Linked DNA regions of Gossypium hirsutum: region 1 is linked to region 2. The links are chromatin contacts, called in public Hi-C maps. All regions are on one chromosome and are shown on one strand. The core of a region is the stretch at or near the end of the contact, and the rest is flanking DNA. Distances in the headings are between cores, read along the strand shown.

Evidence for each region. A called contact is a pair of places that touch in the nucleus more often than the background predicts.
Region 1: a contact with region 2 is called in a Hi-C map of fibers, with 2.0 times the contacts expected there. The contact joins the enhancer-like site here to the promoter of LOC107930453 in region 2. A contact is called at or near these places in 6 of 34 Hi-C or Micro-C datasets (fibers, leaf and seedling).

The regions. Positions count from the first base shown.
Region 1 is chrA08:4,521,092-4,524,464 of Gossypium_hirsutum_v2.1, forward strand. No RefSeq gene overlaps it. Among protein-coding and RNA genes, the nearest start is that of LOC107930459, 11 kb to the right of the region's middle. Within about 2 kb of position 1,525, at least 5 of the 9 cell types and tissues checked have an H3K27ac peak or open chromatin away from gene starts, as enhancers often do. A contact at or near this core is called in fibers, where this site is marked.
Region 2 is chrA08:4,428,450-4,431,922 of Gossypium_hirsutum_v2.1, forward strand. LOC107930453 (60S acidic ribosomal protein P1) reads left to right here and starts at 1,891. Exons shown (of 4, transcript XM_016862126.2): 1 at 1,891-2,067; 2 at 2,158-2,238; 3 at 2,375-2,593; 4 at 2,683-2,915. The coding sequence starts at 2,167. The coding sequence ends at 2,736.

The DNA of each region.
Region 1 (3,373 bases), core at 275-2,774, 92 kb after region 2:
ATTACGGGGTGACAGTGATTAAATCTATCATTCACATGTATGAATTGCATTTGGGTCAGAAAGTGATTTTTGATGTCGAAATTTTCTTTAATTCCAATGTAGCTGAAAGTTGCTGTGACCAGATTGTTCAATTGTTTGGGGTGCTAAGAACTTTGAATATCGAACGATATTTAAGGCTCCCTACGATGGTTGGGATGAATAAGAGGGCTGCATTTCAAGGTCTAAAAAAACTTTGAGGGTGGGTAGATAGTTGGAGTTCGAGGATGCTCTTGCATGGTGAGAAGGAAGTTCTATCAAGTTTATCTTACAGTCGCTACCGACTTATACTATGCCCTGCTTTTTATTATCGAAAATGCTTTGTAACGAATTGGAATCCATTATTAGCTAGTACTAGTGGCAAAAATCTCGACAAAAACGTAGTATACATTCGTGCTCGTGGTCGTGCCTTGTGTGGCCAAAGAGAAAGGGGGCCTTGGATTCATAGATTTGGTGAAATTTAGTATTTCTCTATTAGCAAAGCAGGGTTGGAGGCTCATCACCAACCCCCACTCTTTAGTCGGTAGGTTTTTGAAGGCTAAGTATTTTCCACATTGATTTCCTTCGGCCCGAGTTAGGGAGTCATCCTTATGTCGAAAAACATTTGGAGTTCAATGCAGGATTAAAGTGAAGAGTGGGGGATGGTACCTCTCTTTTGATTTGGGAGGATCGCTGGCTATCCGATACTAGTCCCTGTAAAATTTAATCTCCCAGAATTAGTGGCGTCTCTTATGTCTCTGAATTGTTTCTACCTAATAGTAATGCTGACGAGGTCCGAAAGATTCTCTGTGTGCCCATTGCCCATGCTCCCGTTCTCGATATGCTGGTCTGGTAGCCTGATTACTCTAGCTTCTACTCTGTGAGAAGTGGGTACAAATTGCTTGCTTCAGGCTTGGTCTATCACTCCAACCAGGTTCTCGTTGACAAGCCTAAAGGTTTCCATCAACTTTGTATCATAAGTTTGTTCCTACTTTACACAGTTAAAAGTTAAAAAGAATTAAAAAGGATGCCATATGTCCTAGATGCGCCAATGGCAGGGAGACTACAATATGTCATATTGAAGTGTCTATTTGCTGTGGTGATTTGGACTCTGTTGGGGATTCACTAGCCTGCTACATTAGATAACAAGAAGTTGGGAGTTGTTGAATTACATGTTTGAGTATAATGATGCAGCCACTCGACAATTAATCTCAGTTGTGATGGGTGCTATGTTGTGGTCAAGGAACAAATTAGTACATAAGGGGGTTCGTCAAAGTAGTCAGGAGTTAGTTACCTGGTCTAAAGCTCATGGATAATTATTCGCAACCATGATGACTTAGTTATGGGGTCTTACAATATTAGGCATGATATCGTACCTGACCTATTTGACGCCAAAGCTAGGGCAGCGATTCGTGGTCTAAGATTCGCGACTGACATGCGGTTCTCCTACATCGAACTCGAAGGAGATTCCTGTTCGGTTATCAGGAAACTTTCTGGAAAGCAGCTGGACAGATCAAGCATCAGTGCAATTATCGAGGATGGAAAAGCTCTCCCTACATGGTTTGAGCAGTGTATTTTCAAGCTCATCCCGAGAGAAGGGAATCAATCAGCTCATTTAATTTCTAAAGAGGGTTTTGCTTCCACTAGGGATATGTTCTATGTTGGGATTCTTTTACAAAAATAATCTTAAAAAAGTTAATTAATTGCTTAAATAATTTTTTTTTGATAAAATATGAAAATAATCCAAAATCTACAGTAAAAGTTAGTGGAGTTAAAAGTTTGGCGTCATCAACATGCCACATCAACAATATACGTTAAAAAATTAATTTTTTGATGGAGCTATTTAGAATGGCATCACCTGTATAAATATTAAAAAAAATACTGTGATTTTTAAAAGTATAAGGGGAACTTTAACAATTTTACCTTTTTTTGGTGGAACCAAATAAATTAGCAGCATTAGATTTCAAAAAATTAGCTCTTGACACCCTATTTTCCTATTTAAATAGTTAAGGTCAATTTTTTTTTATTTTTTTCCCTTTTACATCAGATTCTTTGAATTGTCTTATTACTTTTTTCTTTCTTTTTAAGTTTATATTTATTTACTTTTTTAAAGTTTTTTATTTGTCCTTATTTGTTTTATTTATTTTTTATTATTGATTTTAAAAAAATTGAAATGTATATTTAAAATGTTTTATAATATATTTTTTTAAAATTTAAATATATATATTTAAAATTATTTTTTAAAATTTTAAATATATATTTAATAATATAAAACATTTAAATATTTTAAAGATATGACCTTTCAAATTTATTATTAGTTTTATAATATTTTAAATTTTAAATATTTTAAATTTGTTTTATAATATTTTAAATATTCTTAATTTTTTTAAATATATTATTTTTAAAGATATGACCTTTCAAATTTATTATTTGTTTTATAATATTTTAAATGTATATTTTAAATATTTTTAAAATTTTAAATATAATTTTTATAAATTATTAATTTTTAAACTAAATTTAAAAATTTAAAAATTAATATTTTATTTGGTGGAGCCATTTAGAATGGCTCCATCACTTTATAATGTACTTTTTTTAATATTTTTTAATATAAAATTTTAATATTTAATATTTTATTTTGGTGGAGCCATTCTTTATGGCTCCACCTATTTCTCTACCATATATAAAATGGTGAAATTGTTGTGTTCAGTAGGAGAGTTCAAAAAATCTATTAAAGATGAATAATGATGTGTTTTTTGTGTATGTTCTTTTTTATGGTGAAATTGTAAAAGGTAATGTTCGTTGTATATTTCAAGGTTGGCAAAGAGTAGGTTTGCGATTCAAAAAAAATGTGAAGCTAGCAAAAATGAAAAAGAAGATCAGTGCGAAAATAGCTATCGTTGTGGAAGGGCGATATCCAAATTATTTTACAAGTTTCTAATCTCTACAGATCCGTTCAAATTTTGTGAGATGCAGCTGTTAGATGATGATAACTTGTGCACTATGATGGAAATATGGTGGTCGATTGAGAGTGAGAACCCCCAACTAGTTGAGTTAGTTGTTGAGTTAGCAGACTTAGAGCCTGTTGAGAATGTTAGTCCAATAAGTCCAATAAGTCAACATCACGAATTTGACTTTGATCTTAATGTTGGATGGAAAGACTAATTAGAATACAAAGGGACATCACATATACCCAAAAATCCTAATTATGGTGGGAGTTAGTATAACAACCCTACCATCGGTCTCCGTCACAAATACATCCGGAGGTGATAATAAGCATAGAGGCAAATGTCAGAGAAATAACCATTAATGGTAAAGGTTATGATCAAGACGTTGAAGATTTTAGTGACCCCGATGTTGA
Region 2 (3,473 bases), core at 641-3,140:
TATTTCTTACTTGGCTAACTAAATAGTCTTATAAAAGTAATAAACAAATCTATTAATTACAAATTTAACGAATTCGCCTAAACTTCTGGGTGACGTATATTCAACAGAATAATCCGCCAACCCAACGATCTCAACAAATTGCGCTAATCGGTAAACACATGATTCACCAATTGGCACATACACAAAATATTATACTTAGACAAAACTAACACCTTACTTTTACCTTACTTTTTTAGAGCTACGCTTAACATCATAACACAATAAACAGTAACCAAATACAAAGACTTCATTAGATGGACTGTTACAATTTAAATATAAACTATTTAAAAGATAATGTTAACATAATAAAAAGAGTTGAAAAATTATATCATTTTCAACATTTTTTTCATGAAAAAAATTTTACTATTTACTTATCAAACATGTTCAAAATATTTAAATTATATGTGTTTTTCTAATTTACCATCTAATTTTATTTAGTTCACTTTAAATTATTATTTTTATCTTAATTTACCTTAAGAAAATATCAAAATGATCAACGTGCCACATGTCATATTCTTATTAGTTGATTTTGAATTTTAGGATAACCTAAGATAAAATAATTAAAAATAATAATTGAAGTTATTCTCTTAAAAAAATATTTGCATATAAGAAAACCACTCACAATATATTTATTATTTTTTAGTAATAATGAAAAAAATCTTTTGATATGTCAAAAATCAATAAAAAATTTTCTCCAATCTCTCTAAATTTTGATATTAAGCAAATTGGTCTCTTTAAAAAATCGTAGCAATTTAATTTTTTTTAATTTTAAAAGTGAGCAAATAAGGATAATTAGTCACAACATTAATTTTTTCATCAAATTCACAAAAATTTACTATTTATAATAACAAATTTAGCTTTTATAATTTATACATTCTATCAATTTGATCATGATTTAACAATTTTAGCCTTGAATATTTTTGTAAATGTGTAACTGTTTAGACTAAATTTGTTGATTTTTTTAGAATCAAGACCAAATTAACAAAATATATAAACATTGAAGGCTAAATTTGTTATTAAACCAATCAAAATTATTTTCCATTGACAAAACATATTAACACTGTGATTATGTCACAGGGCTAGACCTTTTGTCTTGTAATCTTTGAAGTCTTAGGCGATTTTTTTGCTTCAAATGCACATAAGTCAGCCTAACTCTCACAAAGTGAGAATTCTTTTAGAAATTCTCCAAGGCACTAAATTATAAAGCGGAAGCAACACAAAGACAAAAGAAAGCTCGAAAGAACAGAATAACCACAGAAAAGCAAAGCACGCCAAGTGTTTAAGTAGATACTTTTAATTAGTATTCACTACTAAAGAATAGAATACAACAGATAATTAAAAATGAGGGGAATCCTTTATTTATAGTTGAGCTCTTTCAAATCCAACAGTACAACTAGCTTTATATCAATGAATGAGATCGAAGCATATCTACAATTAAGGGATTTACACAATCCCTAAGATTACAAAATCAAATATTAACAGATTACAAATCTTCCAAGATTACTTTCCCTATTTACCAATGTAGCTCTAATTTTCCATAAGTGCTTCGTTGAGCCACCAAGACTTCAAGTAGATGGCTTCGTCTCTTGTTTTTTGAATCGGACCAGTTCATGTAGGTCAAATGAGCCTTATTAAATATGTAAACCTCCATGAGACACCCTTTGTGCTTTGGTCATGGGCTTTGAACCGCGGCCCGTGATAATTAATTATCCTTGATTGCTCACTTTCAAAATTTTCAGGCACTAAATTGCTCTAATTTTTTTTTGAGTGGGACTAATTTTCTAAATTTAAAAATTGAGAAGGACTAAAATGATCTTTTTACCATAAAAATCTAATTGCAAAAAGAAAAATGGTTTGGAGGCCTCATTTCAGATATAGGCCTCGGAAATCGTTAAAGCCCAATTCACTCTATTTTCTTTCTTTAAAATCCTTTTTTCAATGCCGAATATGAAACCCTAGCAACAGTCTGTTCAGAACTTTGAAGAGCGGCTGCTCAGATTTTGCCTATTTCTCAGATTTTTCTCTCAGGTAACAATCTGCCATTGTATCGATGTTAATATTAATCTTTATATGGATTGTGTTTTAGTCTCTTTTATGTATTTATTTTAATGTTAACAGTTTGAAACGATGTCTACGGCTGGCGAAGCTGCTTGTTCTTACGCTGCTTTAATTCTCTATGATGATGGCATTCCCATCACCGTATCCTTTATGCTTTTTGTAATGAACAAAGAAAGAGGGGGTAAATCTGGTGATTTTGATTATTTGTTATTGAATGAATTAGCCGTAGTTTCGGGGAAGATGGGTTTTTGTTAGTTTTCTTTAACTTTGTTAATAGGCTGAGAAAATTGCAACAATTGTTAAAGCTGCAAATGTCTCGGTTGAATCTTATTGGCCAAGCTTGTTTGCAAAGCTTTTCGAAAAGTGCAACATTGAGGATCTTATAACCAATGTTGGTGCTGGTGGTGCTGGTGCTCCAGTTGCCGCAGCTGCACCTGTTGCTGCTGGTGGTGGTGGTGGTGCCGCTGCTCCACCTCCTGCTGAGGAAAAGAAGAAGGTTTGGACTGAAAACTACAAATGATAAATTGATGAATTTCTTTTGTTGCCATTTGTTCTCTTATACTATTTTTTTGGGTAATTTTGCAGGAAGAACCAGAGGAAGAGAGTGATGACGATATGGGATTCAGTTTGTTTGATTAGAAGTTCCTTTCAGTGCTTGATTTGGTTGATTGCTGTTTTAATGCATTAAATCTGTGACAGTAGTTGTTGAGGTTTCTTGGTATTATTAGTATTTGTCTGCTTTTGAGTAAAAACTTTCTTTTTGAGTTGTATGCTTGAATCTTCTATATATAAAAGTCTTCTAGACCAATTTTTGCCAATTGTTATGTGCGATGAATTGATTTTTGGTTAATTCCATTGTAATGCATGATTTTGTGTTTAGTTTGTTGTTTTGATCAATAGCCGAGTATTGGATATAAGTGTCTAGTATGACTATGCTTACTTCATATATTTGAAGGATTGTACTTTCGTATACATACTCGATTATGTCAACATGAGTGTTAGATAACTTAGGCTATTTATGCTAATGGATTGGTGTCATTACTTTAGAGAATTGATCCAGCCTCTTATGGATACAATTTTTTCCAAGCTTGTTGATAATGTCTTGAAACACATTGCTACTTTATCTTTTGTTGAAACAGATAGGGTCTGAAAAAGTTCACTGTTGAGTTCCTTCTTGATGAAATGGCTATTTACTTAAACATGCATGGTTTTATCATGTTGCACTAGGTCATTACAATGTTGGTTGTTGATTTGTGTTGTCACAATACAATTGCATTGAACGTTGCCATTTTATCTTTAAAATCATTAAGAATTATTTTCAATCGAAGTAATTCGCATATTCTAAGTGCCATTGACCTGAATTTTGGCTCCACACT